Regions from separate parts of the Mus musculus genome. Here region 1 is linked to region 2. A link is a contact called in public HiChIP or PLAC-seq data. All regions are on one chromosome and are shown on one strand. The core of a region is the stretch at or near the end of the contact, and the rest is flanking DNA. Distances in the headings are between cores, read along the strand shown.

What was found. HiChIP or PLAC-seq counts read pairs in DNA pulled down with a chosen protein or histone mark.
Region 1: an H3K27ac HiChIP or PLAC-seq map of embryonic stem cells shows a contact between it and region 2, with 4 times the contacts expected there. The contact joins the promoter of Sez6 here to the promoter of Slc43a2 in region 2.

Annotation. Positions count from the first base shown.
Region 1 is chr11:77,929,418-77,932,117 of GRCm38.p6, forward strand. It overlaps Sez6 (seizure related gene 6), which reads left to right and starts at 1,422. Exons shown (of 17, transcript NM_021286.4): 1 at 1,422-1,697. The coding sequence starts at 1,643.
Region 2 is chr11:75,530,606-75,533,578 of GRCm38.p6, forward strand. It overlaps Slc43a2 (solute carrier family 43, member 2), which reads left to right and starts at 1,507. Exons shown (of 14, transcript NM_001199283.1): 1 at 1,507-1,809; 2 at 1,983-2,183. The coding sequence starts at 2,024.

The sequences.
Region 1 (2,700 bases), core at 172-2,671, 2.4 Mb after region 2:
CTCTTCCAATTCACCAGACAACTGTCCAAAATCCTCACCCAGCATCTTCCCCAGATAACTCCACATGCCACCTGCTGCCTGGGATTCTTTACAGCAAGCAAGATGGCTCCCCAGAGCCCACAAAAGGATCTACAGAGCATCAAAGGAGCAAAGCTGGAAGACTGTAAGGACCGAAAGACTCTCCTAGGAATGAAACTTAGGGCAGAAGTCACTTGCTTCCAGGATGAGATGGGGGAAGTGCTGTGGACAAATTGTTGGGGTTTGACCCACGTTCACATGGAAAGAACTCAACATTAAGCTGCCCTTTGAGGGCCTCCTTCTTCCTCTACAGATATTAACATCAGCCACGTGGTTGTGTCCTGTTGAGTCCACTGAAATTCAGTAACAAGCCTAACCATGTCCCTTGGGTCTGAATAATAGCCTCTAGTTCTGCACAGCTATGGCTAGCCTGTTATTGGCCCATGGCTTACTGGGGTTCCTCAGGTCACAAAGTCATGGGATCTTATTTTTCTGTGCTATTGACTATTCCAACTACTCTGGGGTTACTGCCCCTTCTTCAAGTTTTCCTCCATCTGAAACAATCAGCTACACCTGGTGGGTTGAAGGTGTAGCTCAGTGGTAGAGCCCCTCCCTATCTATCAAGTATGGAATCATGTGCCAGGTCCTGGTAAAAAAAAAAATGAAAATTTAAAACTAAAACAGTCATAAAGACCCCTGATATTCATGCTTATCCCATTTTCTTCGTCAGTTCCAAGACCGAAGCTGGTATTGGCATAAAAGATCTGTGTTCCTGTGGCTATTCTTGTTCTACAGAGGAAATAGAGGAAGCAAGGTCTGGAACCCCATGGCTACATGGGGACCCAGGGTGCTGCCTTCAGCACCCCACAGCTTGACCCAGGTTGCCCCCTACCAAGTGGAGAATGTCTCCCCAGGACACAAGTGCCACTGGCTTTTAACTATAATATCAGGATAATTAAGCTTTTCTGTGAGCACAGTTTGCTGCTGATGCAGCTGCCTGGAGCCCTGGCATTTATTGAGCGCAAAGTAATAATTTATTGTCCTTTGTACGTTCAAAAGCCGTCTTCATTATCGGCCCAGGATGGAGCTGCCACAAGGGCAGGCGGGCCTCACCAGCTGCCTCACTGATGTGCATCTTTCCAGATCACCCTTGTAGCTGTCAGGTACCAAGGTGGGGTGGAGAGAGAGGTGAGGAGGGGGTGTTCTCTTTAATGGAGAATCCGATTAGAACCTGACACCTTGGTAAGCTACAAACCCGGGAGAGGGTGGCAAGCTTGGCTGGGCGTGGGCAGCTCGGGAAGGCGGGGGCTGTGTGCCACATTAGCAGGGCAGTCCTTTCCCCAGGGCTCGAAAGCCTGTTCTCTTGCCGCTGGGTCTTCTGCGCCTTTGCTTGAGACTTTACGGTAAGCCGCTCCTCCTGCGCCCCCGCCCCCAGCCCCGCGCGGCGATCCCGGGCGCCGACGCCAGGCGCTGGCCGTGGTGCTGATTCTGTCAGGCGCTGGCGGCGGCGGCGGCGGCCCCGCTGCTCTCCCCGGGACCGGCTCTGCCCCCCGCGCCCACGCCTCTCCCAGTCCCCAGTTCCCCTACCGCGGCCCCGACCCGGGGCGCGGCCGCAAGCAGCACCATGCGCCCAGCAGCCCTGCTGCTCCTGCCCTCGCTGCTGGCGCTCCTGGCTCACGGTAAGGGACCCGGGCGTCCGGCCACAGGACGGGGGCGGGCGCGGACTCCCAGGGGTAGGAAAGCAAGACCATCCCGGCGCCTTGCTCCGTGCGTCCTGTTGTTCCTCCCAAGCACCACGTCCCGCCGGCTGCGCTGTCCCCGGCGCCGACCCAGCCGGGCGGGGCGCGGGCTCTACGGGCGGGAAGCCGCCGCGGCTCCCGCCATTCGCGCCCGGCCGAGACCTCGCCTTTAATCATCTCCCCGGATCTAATGGGATTTCTCTGCTGCAATTCATCACGCCACCCCCTCCCCGCACACACGCGCTCTCCCGCGCGCTCCCTCGCTCCACTCCAGGCGTCTAGGGGCGCCCGGGCGCGTTGCGGGGGGGGCGGCAGGTCGCGGGTGCAGAGTCCGGACAGCCCAGCTACCAGCCCGCCGTTCTGCCTACCCCGCTGGTCTCCAAACTTCGCTCGACTTTGCCGCTTATTCTGGGTCCCTCGTATCCTCACTGCAGAGGAACTGGGTCGGGTGGTGGCCGGACCCGGGACTGGGACATCTCTCACCTACCTCTGCCTTGACGCTGTCAAGTCAGGATTGGAACCTAGAACACAATTCTGGGGAAACATATCCGGGGACCCTGAGAGCCCACTGCCCAGCCCCTCGCTCTTCTCTGGGTTGCAGCAACTGAGGTCCTGGGACTGGCTGCCCTCCCTGAAATTCTTTTCTTGCACACAGACACACACATGCACACACGCACATGCACGGAGCGCTGCTTCTCTTCGGCTCTGCCTTCCTGCCGGGTTCTATCGACCTCGGAGCCGCAGACTAGTTAGCGGAACTCACCGTTTGTCCCAGCCCCGGACGCCGAGTCAAGTCCTAACTTCATTGATCTCGGTCAAGAAACGCTTGGCCTCGGAGTTAGCACCAAGGGAGTTTGGAGGAAAGATGAATGGGAAGCAGGAAGGGTCTGAAGCAAGTGGTCTCGGGAGTCTTCAAATGCTTAGGTCATTCTCCGCTTTTACT
Region 2 (2,973 bases), core at 257-2,756:
AAGTGTGGAGAATCTGAGGGATACCGAGTGTTTTCTGAGGGGAGGTTAGTGCCTCTCGTCAGGGAGACTCGGACGGACAGCCAAATCTTTCGTGCTGAGGCTCCATTCCACGTCCAAGCAGGTCCTCAGAGCAGCGCAGCTCCGCTGATGATACAGAAAGGACGGAGCTCTTTGGACCCCTAGTGATCTATCGCGCTCTCCAAAGTCAGACTTAGACTAACTAGGTGCTCGGGATTGCTCACAGCATGAAGAAGGGTGGACGAGAAAGTGTGCCAGCCACATGAAAGAGTCGTTTGGGAAAGTGGGAGGGCAGGGCATGCCAAGGTGACCGGCCTGAACACTGACCGGTCTCTGAAGGCACCGAGAAAAGAGGGCGCGGGATGGGGATGGCGACAACTGGAGGACCAGGGGCTCTTAGTCCAAAATCCTGACTACAGACCCTTAAGGGACACCGATTAAAGACCAGGCAGGAGGCACCTGATTCCAGGCAAGGACCCGGTGAGTCGGGAGATCTAGCAGGGATGCGGTAATTATGCCACGACCTGGGTCGGGGTGTTCTGATACCCGTAGACAGCGCCTGGATAGGACAACGGGGGCTAGGCAGCGAGGAGCCCGGACACAAAGCCCAAGGAGCAGGCCGGGAAACAGCACAAAAGGGCGGTAATGGCCTGCGGAGTTGGAGCATCCGGCCCTGGTTCTCTCCGGGCGAGAACGGTGGTCTATACTGCGGGCCGAACCGCACGGTGCTTGGAGCCCAGCTCGCTGTGGACCAAGACTCCCTGAAACGCTGACCCATGAACTTGACAAGGAAGAGGGCAACGAGAAGGGCGTGGGGCGATGCCCGCGGCGGTCACCGGGTCGAGGGGCACTCCAGTTTAACTGGGTAGAGCTGGGCCTGCCCGAGCCGCCCCCCAGCCCCCCCATTCCTCTTGTTTGTCTCCAAGTCCGGCCGGAACCGGCTTCTGCTCGCCGGGGGGCGGGTGGGTAGCTGCTGATTGGCCGACGCCTGTTTCCAGCCCCACTCAGCCAATCAACGGGCGGCAGTGTTTTTCATCTTAGGATAGGAATAAAAGGGCTGGAAATAAAGGGGACAGAAAAGGCGCCGGGCGGGCCCGATACACACTGGTAGGAGCCGGGTGAGCTGGACTCCCAGGATCCGGGTCTCAGACGAGGGTGCGAGAACCTGAAGCCGCTCGCAGGCAGGGGTTGGAGGGAAGGTGCATACTTGTCAGAGGGACGACACCGGGAGGGAGACGTAACGAAAAAGGCCAGGAGGACAGAGGGACGGGATCCGCTTCTATGGAAACGGGCTAATCGCCGGGGTAACAGCCCGACACGGGGGTCGCGCGGTTGGCTCGCGCCGCCGGTTTGAACCGGCTTCGCCTCTCCCATGCGGGGTTCGCGTGGCGGTAGCGCCTAGCGACCTAAACACTAACCAATGGCGCGGCAGTTCCTGTGCGGTCCCGCCAATGAAAGCGCCGTGGGCGGGCCGTTTCGGGGCTCCCTGTGCTGATTTTGTGGTTGAAGGAACAAGCACTAAGGAAGGGTCTCGAGTGCGGGCGGGCGGGAGCCTGTCAGGGTCCCTGGGAGTGGCAGCTCTCAGGTGAGCCTCTGCTCAGGTGACCTTACTACGAGCTGCCTCCCTTTCCGGCCCCCAAAGTGGCTGTTCAGTCTTGCTTGGGATCAGGACCCGCTCCACGTCCTTGAGCATAATTAGCCCTTTTCCAGCTGCCATGCCTCAGTTTACCTCCGAGTGAACTAAGGGAGAAGCCTTTCCTCTTGGCCAGCGGGGCTCCACTGTGGCCTAAGGTAGCGTTACCAGGTAGCTGCGGGTACGGGGTGGCCCAGGTCCCTGACAGGGCTAGGGTTCTTTTCTTTTGCGGCGGGCACCTATAGCCTGGGCTGCAAGGGACTGACAGGCTGTGCGCCAGCGGCTACACGGGTTGGGTAGAGCCACCGCTGAAGCTGAGGTCTGCGCGCAGGTGTCTGCAGAACCGGAGCCCGACCACCGCCACACCGCACCATGGCGCCCACCCTGGCCACTGCCCATCGGCGCCGCTGGTGGATGGCCTGCACCGCTGTGTTGGAAAACCTCCTTTTCTCCGCAGTCCTCCTGGGCTGGGGTTCGCTGCTCATCATGCTCAAGTCCGAGGGCTTTTACTCCTACCTGTGTACGAAGCCAGGTGAGATGGGCGCCTCGGTCGGGGGCAGGTTTCTGGAGTGGGTCTTTGGGAGAGGGCGGTTGGTGGTGAAGATGTAAGCCAGCTATGCCTGCTTGCTGCACAGCGCCTCTAAGTGCCAAAAAGCCCATTTGATCCTCATCCAGCTCTCTGGGTGCGTATCATTATCATCGTCCCTGTTTGTGGATGGAGAAACTGAGGCTGGGACAAGTCTTCCATTTGCCCAAGCTGTAGACTAATAGACTAATAGACTCCTGCGTGCAGTCAGGAACGTTGCTGGCCTTCTGGTCTTCCAGGGCCTGCAGCATTGCTTGCCTTGCAAAAAAAAAAAAAAAAAAAAAAACATGTGTAAGAAAGAGGAACTCTCATAGGCCGGGGTGCAGCAGGAGAGAGGAAGTGGCTTCGCCTCCACCCGAAGGAAGGTTCATCTAGACCTACATGTTTTTAAGTCAGGCCATTATGGAGTCCCCTTAAAGGCTTGCCAAGATAGAATTTCTTGTCTATTTTTGCTGCTTTATGATTCTCCAAAGGCCATTTCCTCTCCTGAACTGTGAGAACATCTCAGTGGCTTTCAAAACATCGTAGGGAGGAAGAGGAAGGGAGACAGTGGTAGAAGGATGCTTAGACTCTCCAGGACAGACTGCAGGCAGGCTGAGGCTGGCCCACACTACCCCCACCCTTCCTTCTGCCACTCCTGTCTTCATACCCTGGTTGCTGTAGGGTCATCAGTGGGGCCGAGTCAGCTGCCATCCTCTCCCCTTCTTAGGCATCCTTGGTAAGAACTGCTTCTTGC